Regions from separate parts of the Mus musculus genome. Here regions 2, 3, 4 and 5 are each linked to region 1. The links are chromatin contacts, called in public Hi-C maps. All regions are on one chromosome and are shown on one strand. Each heading gives the region's core, a stretch centred on a gene start, on an enhancer-like site or on the middle of the called end of the contact. The rest is flanking DNA. Distances are from core to core; before and after follow the strand shown. Region 1 holds the start of Nipbl (NIPBL cohesin loading factor). Region 2 holds the start of AW549877 (expressed sequence AW549877). Region 3 holds the start of Golph3 (golgi phosphoprotein 3). Region 4 holds the start of Rpl37 (ribosomal protein L37). Region 5 holds the start of Ptger4 (prostaglandin E receptor 4 (subtype EP4)).

Evidence for each region. Hi-C and Micro-C count contacts between places; a contact is called where the count stands out from the background.
Region 2: a contact with region 1 is called in a Hi-C map of B cells, with 5 read pairs. The contact joins the promoter of AW549877 here to the promoter of Nipbl in region 1. A contact is called at or near these places in 2 of 484 Hi-C or Micro-C datasets (B cells and myeloid progenitors).
Region 3: a contact with region 1 is called in a Hi-C map of B cells, with 6 read pairs. The contact joins the promoter of Golph3 here to the promoter of Nipbl in region 1. A contact is called at or near these places in 2 of 484 Hi-C or Micro-C datasets (B cells and CD4 T cells).
Region 4: a Hi-C map of uterus shows a contact between it and region 1, with 4 times the contacts expected there. The contact joins the promoter of Rpl37 here to the promoter of Nipbl in region 1. A contact is called at or near these places in 2 of 484 Hi-C or Micro-C datasets (B cells and uterus).
Region 5: a Hi-C map of pro-B cells shows a contact between it and region 1, with 16 times the contacts expected there. The contact joins the promoter of Ptger4 here to the promoter of Nipbl in region 1. A contact is called at or near these places in 2 of 484 Hi-C or Micro-C datasets (CD4 T cells and pro-B cells).

What each region holds. Positions count from the first base shown.
Region 1 is chr15:8,441,805-8,446,293 of GRCm38.p6, forward strand. It overlaps Nipbl (NIPBL cohesin loading factor), which reads right to left and starts at 2,659. Exons shown (of 47, transcript NM_027707.3): 1 at 2,321-2,659. LOC102634078 reads left to right here. Exons shown (of 3, transcript XM_017316813.1): 2 at 1,911-2,160; 3 at 2,259-4,059. The coding sequence ends at 3,487.
Region 2 is chr15:3,993,757-3,998,245 of GRCm38.p6, forward strand. It overlaps AW549877 (expressed sequence AW549877), which reads right to left and starts at 1,990. Exons shown (of 6, transcript NM_145930.3): 1 at 1,859-1,990. The coding sequence starts at 1,958. It overlaps Gm2093 (predicted gene 2093), which reads left to right and starts at 2,283. Exons shown (of 3, transcript NR_045740.1): 1 at 2,283-2,328; 2 at 3,649-3,728.
Region 3 is chr15:12,319,274-12,323,762 of GRCm38.p6, forward strand. It overlaps Golph3 (golgi phosphoprotein 3), which reads left to right and starts at 2,223. Exons shown (of 4, transcript NM_025673.2): 1 at 2,223-2,683. The coding sequence starts at 2,459. It overlaps Gm52210 (a long non-coding RNA gene), which reads right to left and starts at 1,305. Exons shown (of 2, transcript XR_003951630.1): 1 at 628-1,305; 2 at 1-460.
Region 4 is chr15:5,114,275-5,118,763 of GRCm38.p6, forward strand. Rpl37 (ribosomal protein L37) reads left to right here and starts at 2,339. Exons shown (of 4, transcript NM_026069.3): 1 at 2,339-2,410; 2 at 3,013-3,148; 3 at 3,345-3,429; 4 at 4,293-4,489. The coding sequence starts at 2,408. The coding sequence ends at 4,362. Snord72 (small nucleolar RNA, C/D box 72) reads left to right here and starts at 4,147; the gene lies at 4,147-4,206. It also overlaps a transcript of Card6 not described here.
Region 5 is chr15:5,241,834-5,246,322 of GRCm38.p6, forward strand. It overlaps Ptger4 (prostaglandin E receptor 4 (subtype EP4)), which reads right to left and starts at 2,354. Exons shown (of 3, transcript NM_008965.2): 1 at 1,850-2,354; 2 at 428-1,362. The coding sequence starts at 1,865.

The sequences.
Region 1 (4,489 bases), core at 1,409-3,908:
CCAAACAGAAACATTTTCAAGTTACTTTAAAGAACTGTTTACACTATCTTATGAAAAGCATCACTAACTGAACATTATTTACAAATTACAAAATATGTAGAACTCAGATAATAAAGAGAGGAAAGGGCTAACTGTAACCTAATTCCAAAGACTTAAAAAAATGCGTTGATCACATATACTAATATCTACTAGGCTGATTCACAGGTTTGCATAAGACTCCTTGTAACTTATAAAAGTTGCTTCTGTTTATGAAAACTAAGCAAGAACTCTTTTCCCATTATCTTTCATGGAAATAAATTCATCTCTTGACATACAGTTCAGATAAAAGTTGAAACGATAATCACAGAGCCTTTAAAACATTTTTTTAATGACACCTTTACCCAACCTTTTACACGCCCCCCCTCCCCCAAACTGCTTTCTCAAGACGGGAAGTCTTCCTCACTTCAGCATTCCCTCCTGGCATACTCCCCCCCCCACACACACACACCGCCTTCACCCCCGTAGGCCTGAGGCCCCGTAGCAAACAGAGTCTAACAGGAGCAGGCAGCACAAAGACAGGAATGGGAGATTAGTGGGAGGGAGGGAGGCCGGGATTGGGGCTCAGCAGGACCTTCAGGCTTTTTAAAATTCAAACTGCTCCCCGACCAATACAAATCACGGACACGCTACTGACTACTACACGGATTTATAGCATTAAAAACATGCCTAGTACGTGACAGCTATATTAACTTCACTCTTTTTAACATTTATCCATACGTTTTCAGGAAAGGTGGAGCAATTTTTTGTAAGCAGCATGCTAAACTCAAAAATAACCCGCAAAAAAGTTATTCTACAGTGACAAAAACTTAAGACCCAGAATATTTAAAGGGCTATTTTAACCACTACCATTACGAGGGGCCGCCTTGAGTAGTGTTGCTACCTTTTAACAAATGAGTTCTCCCTCAGCGAATATGAAACAAAGTATCAAACGGGACATTTCTTTTTCTGTGCAATTTTTAAAGTCTGAGGACTTTTAAAAAGGTATTTCCGTCTTACACCAACTTCCATTGCCAAAGCCGCGAGAAACAAGCTCCCAACATCTAACTTACTCGTGAACTAGAACTTGGTAAGATACAGAACTGGTATTTTTCTCCAGCATCTACAGATACATTTGACCTATTAAAATGACACCTCGCTCATTACACAGTCAAACATCATGGTACAAACAGCCAATGACAATCCTGGGACTCACTAAGATCTGCCCTGACAAGAAAGGATGGCACCTTCTATGTGTGTATATGTATGTGTGTTTTAAACCTCCCAAAGATTCTAAGTGCAACTTAACTTCTATCCTTTGAAAGAAAATAGGTTTCATCCTTATCTCCATGTACGCTCAAAAACACTTAGAATTCTTTGTATTCTTGCACCCGTTTAGGCTAAAAAGTATCCAGAGAGTTTTATGTAGTCATTTAAAATTATCCTTACATAACAGATACAAATACAAAGTGTCGGAGTAAACCTGTCAAGTTCTTTCTACTTGGTCTTTGAATAAAAAGTCCATGTGCAACACACTCTGTCAAACAACATAAAAGCTCCTGGGCGGGGATGTGCAGTGTGCACAACGCTAGGGTTTTCTAGATTAAATATACATGTGGACGGTTTGATCCTTTTACAAAGGAAACCAGTCTTTATTAACTTTCCAAAACGTCCAAACAAGTTTGGCAGAGAATTACCACTGTAGCCGTGTCTGAGTATTTACATTTGTTTCACTAACTGAAACTACTTCCTCCCTTCATGGGGTCACAGGGGGAAGAAGGGGGGTTGTTTGTTTCACTGGGACGTTCCCCACTCCCGGACCGGGAAAGTTGTAAATATGGGGGACGATCGGGGCACATTTGCTGATAGTTGTATTGTTTCCGCCTCCTCACTAGCTACGGCTCCTCTCCCGGGCGAGGCCTGTCACCGACCAGCAGTCGCTCCGCTCAGCCCGGAGCTCTCCTAATCCCCGAGCTCAAGTAGATTCCGCTGGCCCGCGGCCTGCACTCTCCGCCGGGCCTACGCCTCCCCGGCCGCCCGGCAGGGAGCCCGGTTCCCCGTCACCGAAGCCGGCCGGGAGAGGCTACGAACCCCGCCGCCACCGCCGCCGCCGCCGCCACCCAGGGTGGCTGCCGCCGGAGAGGAGCGAGCGAGCGAACTCACTCTCTCGACTCGCCCCGTGGAAGAGACCCGGGGCCGCTGAGGAAACGGCGGGGAGGGGAGCGAGGAGGAGAAACGCTGAGGGACCTGGCGCCGGCGCCACCGCCGCCACCGCCGCCGCCGAAATAAAAGAGCAGGAATTTACCTGGGCGAATCGGCGTCTGAATCCGAAGCGGAGGCCGAGGCCGCGGTGGCAAGAGAGAGAGAGCGAGAGAGCGAGACTATAATCCGGGCCGGGAGGGGGGGTGGCTACGGCTCCTCTTCCGTCTCCTCAGTGCGGGGAACATGTAGAGCCGGGGGGAGAGCAGCCGAGAAGACAAATCGCGGCTTCTTCTTCGTCCTCCTCCTCCTTCTCCCACATAGAAACACTCACACAAACACCCGGCCGGGGGCCCCGAGCTACCGGGGGGGCATCGCCGCGGGCCCGGGAACCAATCCTCCTGGCGGCGGGGGCGTCCCTCCCTGGCGGCTTTGCTGGTGTCGGGTGAGTCGGTACCGACGGAGGGAGGGAGGGACGGGAGGGCGGGCGGGGGGGAAGGAGCCCAGTGTGTGTGTGTGTGTGTGTGTATGTGTGTGTGTGTGTGTGTATGTGTGTGTGTATGTGTGTGTGTGTCTCTCTCTCTCGTTCCGTCTCTCCCTCTCAGAACAAAATGCCGACCGGAAGTGCAGCTGCAGGAATGACTCCCTCCGCCGGCGCCAAACACTAACAACCACCCCCTCTTCCCTACTCCACTTCCGCCGCCGCCACCGCCGCCGCCGCCACTCGGGCTCGCAGCTCTGCCTCAGCGCGCCGGCTCCCGCGGGCTCCGGAGGCGCGGCGGCGGCGGCGACAGCGGCGGAGGCAGCGGGAGCAGCAGCGGCGGTTCTGCTCCGTGCCCTTGTCCTGTGCAACGGACGGCCGTGGATGCTGCCCGTGGGGTCGCTTCTGCAAGACGGCGTCTACGCCGTTGCTCGGGTGACCGGCTTGATTTTTTTTTTTTTTTTTTCCTTTTGGTCCCCCTCGAGGCGACAGCAGCCGGGCGCTGGTCCGCTGTGGTGGCGTGAGGCCGGGATCTCCCTCTTCTCAGGCGCTCCGGGCCTCATAGCCCCCCACCCTCAATCCCGGAGAAGGCGGCCAGCCGAGGCCGCGCTGCTCTCCCTGACTGGCCGGCCCCGGGCCCCGGGGGGAAGCCGAGCTCCCGCTGCCGGCGGGTTGGATGCCGACCTTTCAAACGCTGTTCCCGCAGCCGTGATGGATGGATCGTCCCGGGAGCGGCCGGATCCTATGTCTGTCTGGGTTATTTTCTGCGAAGAACACAGTCCTCGGAGGTGAAGACTCCCAGCCTGGCTGAGTTGGAATCGTGATCGTGGTGGTGGTGGTGCATTAATTTCTGGAAATACGAGAGGGCTGCTGGACTTGCCTCTTTTTTTTTTTTTTTTTTTTTTTTTTTTCCTTTTTGGCGGTGGTTTTGATTGCCTCCCTGGTAGTCGGGATAAGGCCTGTAGGCGACGCTGTGCAAGCAAGGAGCCGGTCGCTCTGGCGCTGCGATCTAGGTGTGGGTGGAGCCCAGGCCATCCTGACGCCGGGCACCGGAGCCCCGGCACCGGCGCACTTCAAAACATCGTTTTCCTCTGTATGTTGAAAACTCAGAGGCTCTGGACAAGGCTGGAGTACAAAATGTGAATACGAATACAGTACCGTACCCGATGGTAGTGTCTTACTGTAAAACCGGAGGGCATTTCATCGCCACACAGTTTTCTGTTTGCTTGCTTGTTTGTTTGTTTGTTTTTGTATAAATTGTAAGGGGGCTAATTCTTCAGGTAAAAAGTGCCAGTAGGTAAGCACATTTTACTCAGGAGGAACCATATTATATTTTTTTAAATAAAATAAGTTGTCAGCGTTAATCGTTTGCTTGTCTATGCACTGATGTATAGGACAGCTCGCCTACAGGTTATTCTTTTGCTTTAGAAGTCACTGGGGGTGAGGTGTTAAAGATTTTGTCATTTCTGCACTCCTGACACTAGATGACTATCGCGACCAGAGGGAGTAAGTCAGGGCGGTGACTTCGGCCCAAGGAGTCCTGCAAGTGGGGGAAAAGGTCCGGGCTTGATATCCGTGCAAATAGAACTAAGCCTCGCCATGCTTCTGCCGTCCCCTTCCCCAGAGTGCCCCTGGGACTTGGCGGCGCCCTCGTCATCAGGGTTTTGCCCCATGTCACCCTGGTGCCTCCAGCACTTCTGTTTACCTTCCATGTTGGCGGCGTCGTTCTCATTTTTTCCTCCGGGCTTTCTATCTCGTCTGGCTCTTTTTCCCCAGTAGCCTTCAGGGCTTCAG
Region 2 (4,489 bases), core at 740-3,239, 4.4 Mb before region 1:
ATCCAGCAGTGGACAGACAATGTAGTATTTGGTGAACAGATAAGCTGCTCAGTGTTAGAATAAAATACCATCAGCTATGTCAGCAGGTAGTCACTTAGTGACCTTAAGCTTTAGAGGATTTTCTACTGCTATAAGATCGCTCTTAAGTTAGCAGTCTTCACATCTCTCCTTGGCCCAGAAGTACCACCCTACTACCCAGAAAACAAGATTCTACTGAGAACCAAAATGGTCCAGACCATCGGCCTCCCCACGTCCTGTACAAGCTATTTATATTTTTCCCGTTAACTTCTGAGATTACTGTAAATGCAAAGACTTGTGCTGAACTGCTGAAGTCGCTGCTGAAGAGGAGTGTCATAGTTATTATTATAGGTCAGGTGTGGTGGTGGCATATCTATCATTCTGGAAAAGTCCATAAAAATACATTCTTTCTACTAGAAATATTTAAAGTAAACTGAGAAGGTTCCTATAATCTTCAGAGAAGGTCCTTCTTATAAGTCTATGCAGGACAATATCATACTGTTAAGAATGAGAACTATATGGCCATAAATACAGAGCACTCTTAAGTGGAATGATGGTTAGCACTCTATTATCTAGTTTGAATAAAATTGAAACTAACGATACTGACAACTCAAGAAAAACATATGACTGTTAAGCTAAGGGACCAATTTCCGATGTCTATTGATTTTGATGTATGAAAAAGGGCCAAGTATAATTCAAATACATATAATCTGGTGTTAAGTAAGCCCTGTTAGTAATTCTCCAGTAAGATTAACGTCAATGTTGCCTAGTAGATTGTAAAGCAGATAGCTACAGTTATGATTTTAGTAAATTTTCAGATGTATAAACAAAGCCTCCAAACAAGGCCATGGAACACTGAACCTCCTTTCCAGGCCTCCTTTCACAATGGATCATAGAATTCTTTCATAAGAAAATATGAATTACTGTTAGGCTCAGTAATAAGTAAGTAAGACTACCTGAGCTCTGGCTGACACATGACCCAGGGAGGTAACAGTGACTACAAATTCTATGTTCCGCTTGCCACAAACCAAAAGATAAAAAGCCTCAGTGTGGTCATATGTGCTTCATTTAATTATAGAACTGATTCCGTAAATACACCAACTAGTCAATCACCTGGGAGAAATGTTTCATTTCGGTCATCGTATGACTCTAATCACAAGAATTTTAAAGCTCATGGATGGTAAAGGCTCAACATTCAAAAAACAAAAAAAGATTACTGTCGAACCAATTGGCAACTGAGAATTTATAAAAAGCAAACCGAGTCTGATGTCAAAAGAATGACGTATTTCCTAACCTATTTTCCCTTCTAAGAAAATACCTAAGGACTAAAATGGGGCGGGGGGGGGAGCATTAAAATTACACCATAACTGTGTACAATATGTATTTACAGCTGAATTTTGAATTGAAAACAAAGTGGAAATTTACAAGGCAGTAATGAAAAAGTGAACTGTCATGCATGTCTCTCTGAATGCAAAAAAAAAAAAAAAAAAAAAAAAAAAAAAAACAACAAAAAAACATACTGTTCATTTTCTGGGCAGTATGAACATTCCGGAGAAAGTCCGTGTGTACTTTTATTTAAAGTCTACCCTTCTCGCAGATTCGACACCACACATCTGGTCGGATGTAAACAAAAAGGATTTCAAGGAACGTAGAAAACGCTGCATGGGTAACAGGACATCTGAGGAGAGGGCAGATGACTGCCCAATGGGGACCAAGCTCAGCAGTGCCAGCACCAGGGACCCCGCCTCGGACCGAAGGCCGCGCCTTCTGGCCACCGAGCGCAGCGGTCCCCTCGCATCTCACCACCGTCCGCCCACTTCCCTCTGCGGCGCTCCCTCACCGTCTTCCCCCGCGGCTTCGCTAAGGTGCTGTATGTGAGCCTGAGCCAGGTCCCCGAGCTCTTCCACCCGCCTCACCACACCGGACACCGCGGCCGCCATGGCCAGCTCGGGCGCGCCCGCCCTGTCCACGTGACCACGTGAGCCCCAGATCACCTGACGGCCTGGCTGGCGGAGTGGGGGCGGAGCCCGCCCAGCCGGTGGGCGGAGACATAGGCTCCGGGCTACGACCGCCCCGGCCCGCAAAGGTCGTTCCGGGTATTTAGTTCCTCCCAGTGGCCCTCTCCCTCCCACAATCCCGTGCTGCGAGGGGCCAGTCGATGATGTAAGGGCACACCTCTCTCCCGCCTTCTAATTTCAACCAATCGGAAGCCGACCATGCCCCGAGCTGAGCCAATAGGACATCGACTCTCTCCGCGGGTGCAGGGAGATTGCAGCCGCAGCAGCTGGCTGGAAGAGGGCGGTTTGGAAGGTCTGGAAAGAGGATTTGCAGCGGTTGGCGCTGTAGTGAAGGAGGTGGACTAAAATAAAACTTGATTGTAATGGTGGGGGCGGGGGGTGGTGGGGGAAGGTCAGAAACGGAAGTCTGCGGACGGGTGAGATTCATCCAAGCTGCGAGACCTAGTGTGAGGGCAGACAACTTGGCAGTCCTCAGCCTGCTAGCTGGCATAACGCTTTCCCCGAATCTTCACCCTGGAGCTTGTTTTTACTCCGGATTGATCTTGGCTAGCTCACACTTAAAGTACCTTAAATGTCTTGCGACCTAAACGTGGCAGCGACCTCACTGTCTTAGTTCACCTTGAGACCTTCCTGACAAGTGTTAAGTGTTCTTCCGGGTCTTAATCAGCACTCAAGTGGTCAAATTGCTTTGCATTCCATGAATGCTAATTCTTGCCTATGGCCACGGAAATCTAATGCTGTTTTGGCTTTTTGTTTGTTCGTTTGTTTCCCCCGGTTTGGCACAATATATTTTGAATAACTCTACCCTTCATCTTAATTTTAAGGTTTTTGTTGTAGCCTGGTAGAAAATATTTAAACTATGAAAATAGTAATGTGATCGTTTAAGAGTGACTAACCACAGTCACTTTTCTGCAAGTGGCCATGATGACCAGTTTTTTTCTCCTGTCATTTTACTCTAAATGCACAGAGCAAAAAACACGTGCTCTGTGTCTTCGGTACTTGTGTAATGCCCTTACGTACTTGGGAAAATGGTTTTTAATAGAAAACAATAATCAACAACAAATCCTTATGATACTTTATAATGAAGAATCTGAAGGCCAGAAAAATTGCATTCTATAATCAAGGTGAACTACAGAATTCAAACTCTTATGCTAGAGTGTTGACTTACTCTGTAATCCCAGAACTTGAGAAGCTAAGGCTGGAGGGGATGCTGGCAGTTCTAGAGCAGCCAGTACATACTGAGACCCAGTTTACAAACAAGCAAGCATCCCACAGAAATTAAGGACCCATATTCTAACATGCCAAACTGCACTAAATAACATTTCCAGGCACAAGCTGGAGAGATCATTGCTGGCAACCACATGGCCACTCCCAACTGTCTAGGCCTCCAGCTCCAGGGCATCTGATGCCTCTTTAGATCTCCATGGGCATTGTATACGGACATATATATGCAGGCAAAATGCACATAAAGAAAAAAATTACAATCATGATGATGCATCAAACTACAGTATTCTATATGGAAAGTCTTAACACTGGGAATTATTGTTCAACTGATATTTTGGTGTGTTCATTTTCAGAGAGAGAGTTGGAAATCTAGTCTTTTTTTTTTCAGATAAGGAGGAGAAGGATGAGACTGTTAACCTCCAAACTAAAGAATACATGATTCTGTGGTTTATTCAAGATCTTAACAAAGTAAGTTCTCATAGAAAGCTGGTTTCATCACAGAGAGACACCGGCAACAACCAGACCTTAGTAATTCACAAGGAAGTATTGAAACACAGAACCCTTGTACTAGAAAAAAAAATGCATTTCCCCTCCAAGTTATAGTTAGTTCTTTTTACTTTAGGAAATGCACATGAATAGAACAAATAAAAGATAAAAGCCATATTTTAAATCTCAGATGATTAGAATGTGCCAAAAATATGAAAGAAGCAAATTGATCACATTCGAACTACCTCCCTTTCCCTAACATACAAAATTTAGCTATATATCCAGCAAAGGAGAAATAAAATCATGTAGATTTTTACGAAAGATTTAAAGTTTTTAAATTTAAATATTTTTAAACAGAAATCTTGCTTGTCTCTGAACTACCAGTTCTGTTACTAATACCAATGGTTTGTAACATTGTTTTGGAAACTTCTCTCACTACCTTTGTTTGGGGTGGCGACAGACTTATTTTCTCATATAAGTGAACCAAATGACTAACAGTGATGTGTATGTGTGAATGTAATTACTTGCCACAGAAGGCTTCTATATACTAGGACCATTACATATTTATTTGGCTATGCATTCTGATTGTTGCCACTGCAACTACAACAGTAAATGCCTCTGCCATAACCCCTGCCCTCTCACAGTTTATCTAGTAAAGCAGTGTAGAGATAATAACAATACACAGCGAATTCAAAATTTTAGAATTATGGGAGGCACTAGGAAGGAAAATTAAAGAAGTAATA
Region 3 (4,489 bases), core at 973-3,472, 3.9 Mb after region 1:
CACCACACAGACCTGGTGTGAAAGATATTCAGGGAAGAGAGTGGAGTGAGAGCCTGGGAAAGCAGAAGAGGCAGGCAAGTGGGTATGTAGACATGCAGACAGATGGCACGAGGGCAGAGAAAAGGGTGGGGGGCGGGGGAGAGAAAGAGAGGTGTATTATCTACATGGAAAAATTAATGGAGAAATAACAGGAAAACAGGAAAATAAAAAGAAGCAAAATTATTATAAAATTTGAATTGGAAAAATCACGTACCGGCAAGTGAATAGATAGAACCAGATATGGATGGGGGTGGAGTGGGGGGTGGGGGTGGGAATCAAGATGTCTACCGCTGGAAGTTTAAGCCACATTCAAGGTGAAGGTGATGAGGATTCACATTTAAAACAACTGCAGCTGGGTGCTGCTGGTGCTCGCCTTTAGTCCCAGCTTGTGGCAGAGGCAGGATAAACCCTGTTTCCAAAACTAAAAAACAAACAAACAAAAAGCCCTCAAAACCAAAGCAAATAACAAATTGTGATCATTCCTTAGGTACTGCTCCTATCTCATCTATCTATCTATCTATCTATCTATCTATCTATCTATCTATCTATCTATCTATCTAGTGTGTGTTTTATGTCTGCTGTTCTTACCTGTTCATGAACTTGTAGAGGCCAGACGTTGACCTCAGGCATCCTCTTTAACTGTTTCACAGGCTTCCAGGATCTGTCTTTCTTAGCTTCCTAAGGCTGCTATTACAGGAATGTACTTGGTGCTCATGAGTGCTGGGATTTGAACTTTGGTCCTCACGCTAGCTCAGCAAGCTGTTGACCCACTGAGCCATTCGCTGGGCCCTCACACTGTTTCTGAGGCAAGGCTTCTTATTGGGACCTAGGCACTTACCCATTTGCTTGCCCATGTGGCGAGGCTCACTGGCAAGGAAGCCTCCAGGAATCTGCCTCTGCCTCCCAGATGCCAGTTTCTAATTTGTCCTCAAGTACTGTGCCCACTGACTACCTCCCCAACGAAGCTTCACATCTTACCCCATTTAAAAAAAAAAAAAAATCTCCGCAGGGACAGGAGCAACTAGCCGAACAGGCAGAGCCTGTACGCACAGCTTTGTGCTTTTTGGATTTAACCTTCTGAGTTAAATAACCATTTAATTTACAAAGGACATTTAAAGTCAGTTGGCAAAGAATGACCAGAAAGGTGAAGGAACAAAAAGGTGACGTGAATGGGAGAAACTGGCTGAGGACACATTTTTTTTTTTTTTTTTTTTTCAGGAAAAAGGGAAGGTAGCTTGGGGCTGTGGGTGGGAGGACCTACTGGGACTTACTGTCCCCGTAGGAGTTGAGACAACGTATTTGGGCGCGGGGAATATTCTGTCTAAACCTGGCTTACTCACTGCGTATGGTTACTGTTTATTTTAAATAATACTGGACAGACCTACGATACCGTTTTTGGATAATGTTTTCTCATAAGACCCGCCCTTCTACTTCTCCAAACCCTTCTCAGGTTTGGCAGTTTTTCCTTTAACTTGATTTGCACAAACTGCCAAAGGGATTGAACCTAGTAATTACATCGAAAATAGATTTAGGGCTACAAAGACGTGGCATGAAACTCAAGAGGTTTACTGTCGCTATAAAAGAATCCTAAGGTCGGCTGTCCTAACAGTACAGTGCGCCCTGACCACTTTACAGCCGCAGTCGGAGGTAGGAAAGTTTTACAAACACAATTCGTCAATTTGTTTAACCTCTCTACGCCAGAGCACAGTACATGAACAGCTTTAAACGCCCGAGTGTAGATGACTCCTTTTGAAACTCGGGAGTTTCACAGGCGAAGAGCCAAGTCCTCCCCGTAGGTAGTGAGGACCCGGGCTATAGTGGCTGATCCCCAGGGATGCTGAGGTCTCAGTGGGGTCCGCCCTAGCCTGGCCTCGGCTTCTGGGATCCAGGAGAGATCTCACTGGTCGCTGGCGCCAGGCCGGACCTTTAGAGTGAACTGAGAGGCGGATGAAAGCCGGGCAGGTCACCGATCGCAAACCTTTCGTCTCCAGACTCAGGGCCACTAGCGAGTCCAGAAGCTCAAGTGTCCGCCGAAGTGGGAGGCGGCTAGCCACGCCCCCCGCTCGCGCCGCTTCCGGCACCCCGGCCCCGCCCCGCGCCGGCGCTGCCACATCCTCCGGTGACGTCAGCGCGCGCCGCCATATTGGGAAGCGCCACCGCCGCCGCCGCCTCCGCTCGGGCTCCTGGGCTGTGTGGGGGGCCACAGCCGCGGGCTGAAGGCTCCCTTGTGTACCCCATCGACGCCCGGCCCGCCGGCTTCGCCCAGCTCCGGCTCCTCATGACCGCCTTCGGCCCCGCAGCCCACGGACATCGCCCCAGCTCCAAGAATTAACACGGAAGCTCCCGGGGCCGGGGCCGTGAGGGAGAGCCGGCCGGTCCCGCGTCCCTGTCGGTCCGGCGCGGCTCTTGTGCGGGAGCCATGACCTCGCTGACCCAGCGGAGCTCGGGCCTGGTGCAGCGGCGCACCGAGGCCTCCCGGAACGCTGCCGACAAGGAGCGGGCGGCGGGAGGCGGCGGCGGCAGCGGCGAGGACGAGGCGCAGAGCCGCCGCGACGAGCAGGACGACGACGACAAGGGCGACTCCAAGGAAACGCGGCTGACCCTGATGGAGGAGGTGCTCCTGCTGGGCCTCAAGGACCGAGAGGTGCGGGCGCCGCGGCCCCGGCCGGGGTGGCAGCCGGGGTGGCAGCGGGACCCGGGTGGCTCCAGGTGGGGCCCGGGTGGGCGCTGGCCGAGGCCTCACCTGTCCCTGCTTCCGGAGCCCCGCGCCCCTGAGCGCCCTCTCGTCCCAAGGAGTGTGGGAGTCAGCCCTCTCCGGCTGCGCTCCGAGTGCTCCCGATCCTCCCGGTACCAAGTGCTCGCTTGGGTTTTCCCGTCCTCTGCTCACAAGCACTCTTAGTTCCGAAGTCTTGGCGATCTTTGCGTTTCTTCTTCTTCGCCGTCTGCCGCAAATAATGGCAACTCCAACCCAAGACTGTTGAGATCTAAAGACTCGGGGCTACCGCGGCTCCCAAGTATTGAGTTTTTGCAGGTTTTAAGACCCGGGAGAGGTTCGCGGATCTACTTGCTGTCGGCCCTCTTTCTTATGTAAAACTTGAGTTGCGGCGCGCGGTTAAGAAATTAGCAAAGTTGTTTTTACTGGGTATTGTTTTAAAAAGTCAATACTAAGTTGATATAAAACCTAGGAAGTTACTTTTTGGATGAACTTGGTTTGAGCGAGCGATGAGTTAGTTTTGCGGTTAGATCTGCTGTCGTCCTTTCCGTTTTGCCATTTTAAGGGAGGGCTTGTGAAGAGCTGGGAGGAATACCAAGTTTGCGCTTTGATGAAAGACTGCAAAGATTTAGGTAGGCTTAAGTTGTGTTCTGACGTTTGGAAAGGTCACCCCAGATATTTAGGAATTTCACACATATAAGTTGAAAAAGTGCAAGTGTCCGTCTTTTAAATGTCTGGATTCTGTAGTTAATGTTTGATTGATTTTATTAATACCCATCCATCTCTAAAGATGATTATTTTTAAGGGCAGACTTGCAGGATTGGATGTTTCATAAATCATGTATGATGAGGTGGCCCGGAAGTTTGTTTCGTTTCAGTGTGGAAACTCTAGACAACACATTTTGAGAGTCAGACAGAAAGGTATTGGATCTTGTTTTTAAATACGTTTTCAGAATTCAGGAAGGAGGACAAGAAACAAACCAGAACAAAACTCAGTTCATCCTATAAAACAGTTTTTTAGTTCCTCAGACTTAGCAGCGGTAGAGAGCTGAGTTTTTCCAGGGACTGTTTGTGGTTCCCGGATATTAGATACTACCCAGGGAAGTGCTTCTTGATGCCTTAATACCATTCAGCTTGAAGACACTTAATGGCCCTCAGGCTGTGAAAGGGGCACAGTACCTGTTTAATTACAGTTATTATGAGGAATGCGGTGGTGTGTGTTTCATTTTTAGTTGTGGAGTGAAAAGCTAGATGTTAGTGTGTGGCAATGCGATTTTAGAGAGCATTCACTTAGGAAGTAATTAGATTTTGAAAGCAGGCTTCTTGTAATACACATTTATCTTTCCTTCCCTCCTTCCCTACTTTGGAACAAAACAGATTATGAGACATTTCTAGGAAGTACAAGAAAAACAAAATGAAGGTTACATTCCTGGGTCAGCATTTTGGTTCTGTATGCTAGAACTCGGTAAAGCTACAACGGAACAAAAAAAATTATTTTTGGTATTGTCACATTGAGAAACAATGGTGGAAAAATACCTTTTACTTTAGAAGCCTTACTCTGAATTTTTAATATAAAGCTGTTACCAGTTATTTTTCTGTGATTGGTTCCCGTGAAGATAATCTGAAGAATTTTTTGAATTTAATGCTACTACAACATTCAACTAGTTTTGTTTTGTTTTGTTTTTTAAACAATGGAAGTTCTTTGATGGCAGGTAACTGAGACCATCTGTTGTGGTTG
Region 4 (4,489 bases), core at 1,089-3,588, 3.3 Mb before region 1:
AGCAAGCACATGGTGGCTCACAACCATCTATAATGGGACTTGATGCCCTCTTCTGCTGTGTCTGAAGACAGCTACAGTGTACTCATAATACATAATAAATCTTAAAAAAAAAAAATCCTTTATCTGACATTGGGTGTGGTGGCACTCTCCTTTATCCCATGGCTCCAGAAGCCGAGGCAGAAGGACCTCTGTGAGCTCTCCACTAGCCCAGTCTTCATAGCTAGTTCCAGGCCAGCCAAGGAACAAAACAAAAATGGCCCACTCAGTTTCAGAAGCTGCCAAACTCGGTGCCGTACCTTAACACTACCTGCCAGCACCTGGGAGGCTGAGGCAGGAGGATCACTTGGCCTCAAGAGTTTGAGATCAGCCTGGGCAACACAAACCCTGTCTTAAAAATGTAAAGAACAGAAAAGAAAAAATAATGTCCCGCCGCTGTGGACACGCTCCCGCCGCCGCTGCGGACCTACCTAAACCTAGCAGTTGGGTAGAAGCCTGGAAACTTGAAGGGCTTCCTACAAGGCTCTGGAGCATAAATTTCAGGACAAAAACCGATGTGCGGATTTCCTGCACACCACAAAGAACAAACTCACTTTAGAGAGAAAAAATGATTTCACTGTCTGATAACTTCAGCTGTAGGCACGTCTTTGGATAAGGTCAGTGACATCCTGCCTCTGAGGGTGGGCTCCTTGGTGGTTTAACGCCCAGCCTACCCTTTCTTCACTAATGTCATTTTTCATAGTCAATGCTGTAGACACAACTCCATGACCCCATCCCAAAAGAGCTGTTTAGTACTCCAAGCGAGAGCATCCAGTGACGTGATAAATCCTGAGGTGGCAGAGAGCACTAAGGTTTCAGGTTAGTTAACCTTGAGATGGAGAAATTATCTAGGTGGGGTGAATGTAGTAACAAGCGGTCTTAAAAGTAGAAGAACACAGAAAACTGTACTACAACGTAAGGTAGGTTATTACTGGCCTGCAAGGTGAAAGACAGCAATTAAACAGCGACTGAGCAGAGCTACACCTCAGCACTACATTTCAATTTTAGTCAAACCAAGCCTCACTTGTGCTTCCCAGCAGAACTGTGAATGAGGCCGGCAGTGGTGGCGCTCGCCTTTAATCCCAGCACTTGGGAGGCAGAGGCCATACAATTTTAAGTGTGCGATACAATTTTGTTATCTGTAGGTACAGTAATGCAAGAGGACCCTAGAATTTATTTCCCATAACTGAAAGTTTACACCCGTTGACTAAATCTGTGTTGCTTCATGCTACTAAATTTATAGCAATTTGCCACCCAGTCTCCTAAGACTTATTTATAGTCCAGTTCAACCATTTGAATGCTTGTTTGCTTTCTCTCCCGTGTGCCCTATCTCCTCCCTCCTCTGATTTCAGTTTACTACTTCTGAGTGGAAAGGATTATACATTTTTCTTTCTACTCCCCTCCCCTAGAAGAAATTGGTACGATTTGCTAACAAAAAACAAAACAAAACAAAAAGCTTCCTTGGTGTTTGCTTTGTTCTGCTGTCCACTATCTTAAGATTTTTGAATGTGATAGACTAGCGATTCTCACATTTGTTTTAGAAAGTATGTAGATGGTATGACTGAGACTTTTCCCCAATTCATCAATGTTCGTACTATATTCTCCATGTTTCCTACTGGGATTGCGGACAGACAGTTGCATTAGCGCTAATCAAGGATGTCTAGGGTTACTTATTTCAAAATGATCTAGGAAAGTGTTTTATACAGTACAGACTTGCAAACTGTACTCAAGTCTAAAAGGGTCAGATTTCCTGGTGGCGGCGCGCTGGCTGGAAGCTGTTATTTAACAAGTTCCGCGTGTGATTCCTTGAGTGCGATCAAACAACTGGCCTCTGAATGACCACCGCGTGAAATCGAGTCGGCCCGAGTCAGAAGCTAACTAAGCTCCTACCCTCGCCGAGACACTTCGTGACTCCATCCTCTCACCAACTCTCCATACAGGCAAGCGAGCGGCCACATCAAAACGAACCTGGGAAGGCTGGCTTTCCCGGATCGGGATCCCAGTCCCAGCACTGCACAACCGCCAGGGGCGCCGCCACGCACTGGGTGTCTGACTCCCCTCGAGCCCCGGGACCGGAAACCAGACGGACTGCCAACACCGCAGCAGCCCCGACACCGCCAGAAACCCTCTCCAACCAGGAGGCGGGCCGCTGGGGAGGGCGGAGCCACAGCGCCAGGCACGCCCCCTACCGGTGTTGCAGCCCAATCGGCTCCCTGGCTCTCTCGCCCGGGAGACTACACCTCCGCACCCGAGGCCTGATAGGGCTGCACCAAGACCCGCCGGAAGTAGTTTCCTGGGCGGAAGCTTATCCACAGGAAGTGGCGGGGGTGCTTTCTCTTCCGGTCTCTTTGGCCTCGCCGGTAGAAGCAAGATGGTGAGTGTGGTTTCTGGGCTCTGTAAATCTCTCTCCATCCTTCTTCCTCGGGCTGTCCTGCCTGTTGCCCGGCGCGTCGGTGACAAGGTTGCGAGTGAGGGGAGCTGATGGGCGAGGAGACGGCGTGCTGTGGTCCGCAGGAACTGGAAGGATGGCTGCTGTGTGCAGAGCCCGGCCCACGGTCCTAGCGCCGCTGTGGGTCTCTCTGGGCTTTGGAGGAGACGTACGCACTGCAGCCCCGGGTGGGTGATCAGGACAGGCTTGGGGACATCTGTCCCCAGCCGCCGAGAAACCGGCTGCTTGGTGGGCAGTACCGCGACTGAGAGACGGGCAGAATGTTGTCCTTAACGCCTAAAGCCAAGGAGGCTTAGGTCCGCGCAGAGTAAGGCATTATAATGGTCGTGTGGATAGCCGGTAGTGCTTCCTACCTACCCTACCTGTGTGCTAAGATTTAAATCTTTACACCGTTTTGTCCCGTGTGGATCTTGTTTACGTCTCATCCATACTCATTGCTAAGAAAATGCCAGAGTACATTGAGAAGTCAGATTTCAGAGTTGCTTATATGTGGGGTTTTTTTTCCTGCTTTTTCTTTTAATGTGCAGACGAAGGGAACGTCATCCTTTGGTAAGCGTCGCAACAAGACGCACACGCTGTGCCGCCGCTGTGGCTCCAAGGCCTACCACCTTCAGAAGTCGACTTGTGGCAAGTGTGGCTACCCTGCCAAGCGCAAGAGGAAGTGTAAGTACTGTAATCCGCAGGCGGGCTTTTACCTTGACCTGAGGTAGCGATGTAATAGAAAACACATTTGGCACGCAACAACTTTGGAGGTTGGTTTGTTGGCTGAGTGGTTAAAACATAGTAATGACACTACTGAGAAAATGGGCTGACACTGGGTGCTTGGGAAAACCATTTGGAATCCTATTTTTTTTATTAGATAACTGGAGTGCCAAGGCTAAGAGACGAAACACTACCGGGACTGGTCGGATGAGGCACCTAAAGATTGTCTACCGCAGATTCAGGTACAGTTTTGGCTAAATGTCATTGGTCCTCCAGGGTAGGATGAAACTTTGCACTCTTACTGAAGGGTAGGAATGATACTGGGGTTTGGTGTGGGCCTGAGACGCCCACATTTGTCAAGACTATGAGTGGGATCTGGGGGGCAGCTTACTTGGATCTGCCTCCAGACTTTGCTCAAGTCTGCTAAGCTGTTCTGGGTGCCAGTCATAACATAGATGGGTATCTTTTTACTGGAGGCTAGGCCTTGATGTTCCTTAAAAGTACAGAATCCCCAGCCCCCCTCTTAGACTTTCCTGTGGGGTCTGTGCTTTGACAGGTGCTTTTGTGTTTGTCTCTGTTTTAAACTCAGTCCAGTTTTGTGAACTTGATGTGTAGTGGCTTGCTAGTGTTTGATAGGCTAGTGGCATGTTTTGAGCCTGATTAACCTTTATGTGCTTAGAATCACTCATCTTCCTATGTAGTATTGAGTAGAAATGAGTGCTACTTAACATTTAGACTTCTGAGTTGAGCAGCTTCAAGATCCTGTTAAGCTTGGTCAGTGTTTCCTGTTACTAAAGGAAAGGTGCCAGGACCTGTCCTTTATAGCTTAAGGAATAGCTTCATAAATACTTTAGTTCTTGTGGAAATAGGGAAAATGAGCCCAAAATTGTTGAGACAGTTAACTTTAATGTAATGTGGGTGTCTTGATTAGGGTAAACTAATAGCTTATCAATGATGTCCTAAAAAATAAATGTCTGAACATATGACTGCTATAATGATTTCAGCATTTAACTGAGATAAGCTCATTACGGTCTGCTTGATCAATTTGGAGGCAATGTTTGATATTGCTGCTTTAACTTTTTTTCTTATCTTTAACATGGCACAGACATGGATTCCGTGAGGGAACAACGCCGAAACCCAAGAGGGCAGCTGTCGCAGCATCCAGTTCTTCTTAAGGATTTCAATCAGTCATAAAATAAATGTTCTGCTTTCAAAAATTCTGTGGTGATCTAAGGTACTTTAACATCGGTTCAGAGTTCGGTTATATGATTGCTCTGGGATCCTACGCTTCTTCCTTCATAG
Region 5 (4,489 bases), core at 1,104-3,603, 3.2 Mb before region 1:
TTTGCAGACTCTGGGCCACAGAGTGGAGCGCTAGAGTAAGTAACGCAAGTGAGTTGTCCCCTCCCCCCATCTAACTGATCCCGCCTGAAGGTTCAGGGAAGATGCAAAGCAAAACAGGGCAATAAGGGGAACCTGGCAGGGGAGGGGGCACAGGGGGTTGTCCAGGGGACCTCAGAACTTTTGCTTTCGGGGAAAGAACCTCAGGGGACCTGGGGGCGGGGAATCACCTCCTGAGTCTCTTTAAGGTCAGGACTTAGAAGGAAAACCTGGGTTTGCTCAGAGAAGCCTTGAAGTGGTCCCAGCTCAGAACTGGAGAAAACTCTGCCCACCTCCCCCCCCCCCAAAGGAATCAGGGAAAAGGAGGGGAGCGTGGAGGCGGATGGATGCAGGAGAGAGGCCCAGTGGGTCTCAGGCCCCAAACACTTACCACGAGCGGAATGGAGCAGATGAGCACCACCAGAGAGGTGGCGATGAGTAAGATGACCATCTGGATCTCCGCACCCGCGATGCGCCGGAAACTCCTGCGGCGGCGAAAGTCGCTGAGGCGCTGCAGGGCTGGGGAGGCCCCAGCGTGGCCCCGACAGGCCACCGAAGCTACCGCGGCGGCGGCAGCCGCATGGTGCTGCTCCGTGCCCAACGAGGTGCGGCGCATGAACTGGCGGTGCATGCGGAGCAGCGCGCCGCACACCAGCACGTTGCAGAGCACGGTGGCAAGGATGAGGAAGGAGCTGAAGCCGGCGTACATGTAAGAGAAGGCGGCGTAGGCCGTTACGTTGGTGGTCCAGTCGATGAAGCACCAGGTGCCCGGGTACTGCCGCTCGGATCTGCCCAGGCCCATGTTGGGCAGCGCGCAGAACAGCACGTTAGATGCATAGATGGCGAAGAGTGTGAGGCCGGCCAGCCGCTTGTCCACGTAGTGGCTGTAGAAGTAGGCGTGGTTGATGGCCAGGTAGCGCTCGATGCTCATGGCACAGATGATGCTGAGACCCGACAGACCGAAGAAAAGTAGGATGAAGGTGCTATAGTCACACAGTGCCTGGTCTCCGGGCCACTGGCCCTTCATGTATGTGGCGATGGTCACCGGGCTTACCAACAAGGTGCCCAGAAGGTCAGTGACAGCCAGCCCACATACTAGAGTGTAAAAGGTCGTCTCTTTCTGCTCCTTGCGCGACTTGCACAATACTACGATGGCCACCAGGTTGCCCACCACCCCGAAGATGAACATCACTGCGGGAATGGTCACCGGGCTGTTCAGCCTCTCCGGAGTGGAGGAGAAGGACGCGTTGACTCCGGGGATGGACATGATGGTGGTGGTTAGTAACACACAGCGTTGGAGCTCACGGTTCGATCTAGGAATGGTACCTAGAGAGAAAGAGAAACGAGCCATTTACCACTTGCAAGGTGTTCGACCCATGGCCAAAATGCTGTGTCGCAGAGATAAGGAGAGCACCCAGATCCAACTTCCTCATCGGTAGCTACTCATTAACTGTGACTACTTAAATTCCCAAGGTCTGGATCCGTTCTGTCAAGAGCACCGCTCTGCTGACATTAATATATTTATTTCCCGCCTATCCCCACCCCCACCGCTCCATAATCAGCTCATTCCCTCGCCGAGATGAGCAAGACCCTTCTCAAGGGAAAAGTGACTCCCTAGTGATATTCCCCACAGAATGGATAAAATGCTCATCGAAAGAAGTTATGGACATTTTGGGACACTATGGGACATTCTGTTCTTTGGTTTCCCGGAAGAGCGCCTGAACACGCAAAGACCTCCATCCCGACTTACCTGTAGGGTGGGGTTAGGAGCCCGGTGTGCCCAAGGCTCAGGCCTCAGATGTTCAGGACCTACCTCCAACCTCAGCCATCAGTCTCTTCCCACGCAGTGCGGAACTTGTCAAGCTTTTGCTGTCTCGGAACCGGGGCTCGGTGGCTGCCAACTTTCCGGAACTGAGGTCAGAGTATCTTGCTTTCAAAAAAGCTTGGAAAGCCAGAGAGGCTAGCGGGATGGGTCGGTGAAGACCAGTCTGGGGTTTCTTGTTTGATTTACTAACGCCTCCTCCTTTCAAAGGCGAGTCTCAGCTTTGCAGGGCCCGCGCAGGTCTAGTGCGGGAGGTCAGCGTCCAGGTGTGTCGCCGCCACGCGTGCAGGTGGAACAGAGCGTAGGTCCGGGCTCCCTCCTCCCCAGCAGCGGGCTGAACGGACAGCTACCGGAGAAGGCGGCTGCCGCTGAGGCCGCTCCTTGGGCTCTGGGGGCGGCACGGGGTCCACTGGGCCTGGGGCTCTGACCTGAGGCCGTTCATCTTCCTCTCCCGCTGCCGGGTTTCGAGCTTCGCTCTCGGCGTCTCCAGCCTCTGAACAAACTTTTCTCCTCCCGCAAGTTTCCCCGGAGGGGGCGGAGACAGTCATAGCGCGGCCCGGGCTTCCATTGGCTGATCTGGAAAGGGGGCGGGGCGAGACCTCCTCTAGCACCGCCTAGGAGCCCGGTGATGGAGGGCGGGGCGGAGAGCTGCGGAGGTCTGGAGGGACCTGCGGGGGTGCCACCCGGCTGCGGGTGCAGCTTCAGTGCCTTCCCTCCCTCGAAGGTACCGAAACCCCCCAGATCGAGTCCCCAGGAAACGCCAGCTCGAGCTTCGCCACTCCCAAGCTGGGCATTTAGCGGGAATGATGCTGGGACCTGTGTCTGGTCTACATTGCTCTGCGGGTTAGAGTGGTTAAATTCTCGCATCTTCCACCCACAGATCAAACATGTGGGTCTTGAGATGTCGGGACAATTGCTTTAGGGCTCTACCCGGGAGCCACAGAGCGGAGAGGAAAAGTGGGTGTGTGGTTGTCCGTGGGTGTGTACGCCCGAGAGCTCCGGGTGGGACTTGGCAGAGGCACGGTGAGTAGGTACCAGGCTTGGGCGGGGAGGCGACTAAGAATCCATCCTCTCACCATAAAAGGAGTTACTTGGCAGTGCCCTAGCTGCGCTCAATAGGGCACCAAAGCGGAGGCGGGGAGGAAGGCGAGCAACACGGAACTGCAACTTCTCACTTAGATGGCAGAGTTTAGGGCTTTCTTTGGAGACCTGTGGCCCACAGGCACACCTGAGATTTAGTTGAGGGGGACTGTTTAACTGTAGAGAGAGAGCATTCTTCCTCAGGAAGGCTGAAACAAGTGCTTTCCTGTTCAGTTTCTGCTAGCCATCTTCACCTGCGGGATGAGAGGGGTTTGAAATTCAAGCAAATTAACGAATTTCCAGGCGTTGCCTCTTTGTTAACTCGGAAAAGGTCTATTTGCCTTTCCCTATTCTTTGGTTTATAGTTTGTTCGGCTTCTTCTTTGATGAGGAACAATCATTTCTTAATTATCAACTATTCTCCTAAAAAACAGAATTTAAGATCGGAAAACACCAGGGGGCAATTAAAACCCTGTCACCAGATCCTTTAAAAACTACACAATGAGACTGTAGTATGGTTTTCTGAACAATTCAACTTCTTACAAAAACCTCACTCCATGCTTAGCATCTAACCGGGTAACTAGGTGGCTTGAATCTTGTGTGAAACAAGTAGGTATGCCTCTACTGTTATTTATGGGGGCTGGAGAGATGGCTCGGCAGTTAAGAGCACTGACTGCTCTTCCAGAGGTCCTGAGTTCAATTCTCAGCAACCACATGGTGGCTCACAACCATCTGTAATAAGATCTGATGCCCTCTTCTGGTGTGTCTGAAGATAGCTACAGTGTACTCACATAAATAAATCTTTTTTTTTTTTAAATCTGCCAAGAATTTATGATTCTTCAGCAAGCCTCAGAAACAAACGAGTAGTGAGAGAACCAAGATTTTACGATTTCAACTAACTTCAGCCTAGAGAAGTACTCAGAATTGTGTTTACTTGTATAAGGGAACATGTGGGTATCAAAATACATTTCGTGTGCAAGCCTTTTCATCAGGAACATCAGAAGGGAAAGCATTCTTAGCTGATAAAAAAAAAAGTCAGTGGTGATGTTCAGTTTTTGAGTCTGCTGTCACCATTGATGTCGTTTTGGTGTCTGCATGTCCTTTGGAGAGTAATCTCTAGAATGGTGTCAGCACAGAACACAAATCAACACCAGAAAAATAAGGACGGAAACTACCTTGCACCCCCATTCCTCACCGGCCACACTGTATGATTGGTACTCATGTTAGCTGGTTGTCAGAAAAACATGAGACGACATTCCTCATAGCCTGCTAACAAACTCCTTCCCAGTTTCTTTCCTCTTTAAGTTCCTGAAATGCAAAAAATTAATACTGGTGTAGTTCAGGCTACAGGAAATAGTTTCAGTCCACACAGATGGCCTTGGATAAACTAGATATAAAGCAAGCCCAGGCTCACAAAATTTGGAAAGGGATTGGTTGGAACGGAAGAAAGGAGGGAGAGGGAGACAAGCAGAGATCTTGGAGGTAAGAGAGGGTTTGCAAAGAGAGTAAGGATGAATTGTGAACAGTTATGACATTTCAGAGAAATTTCTAA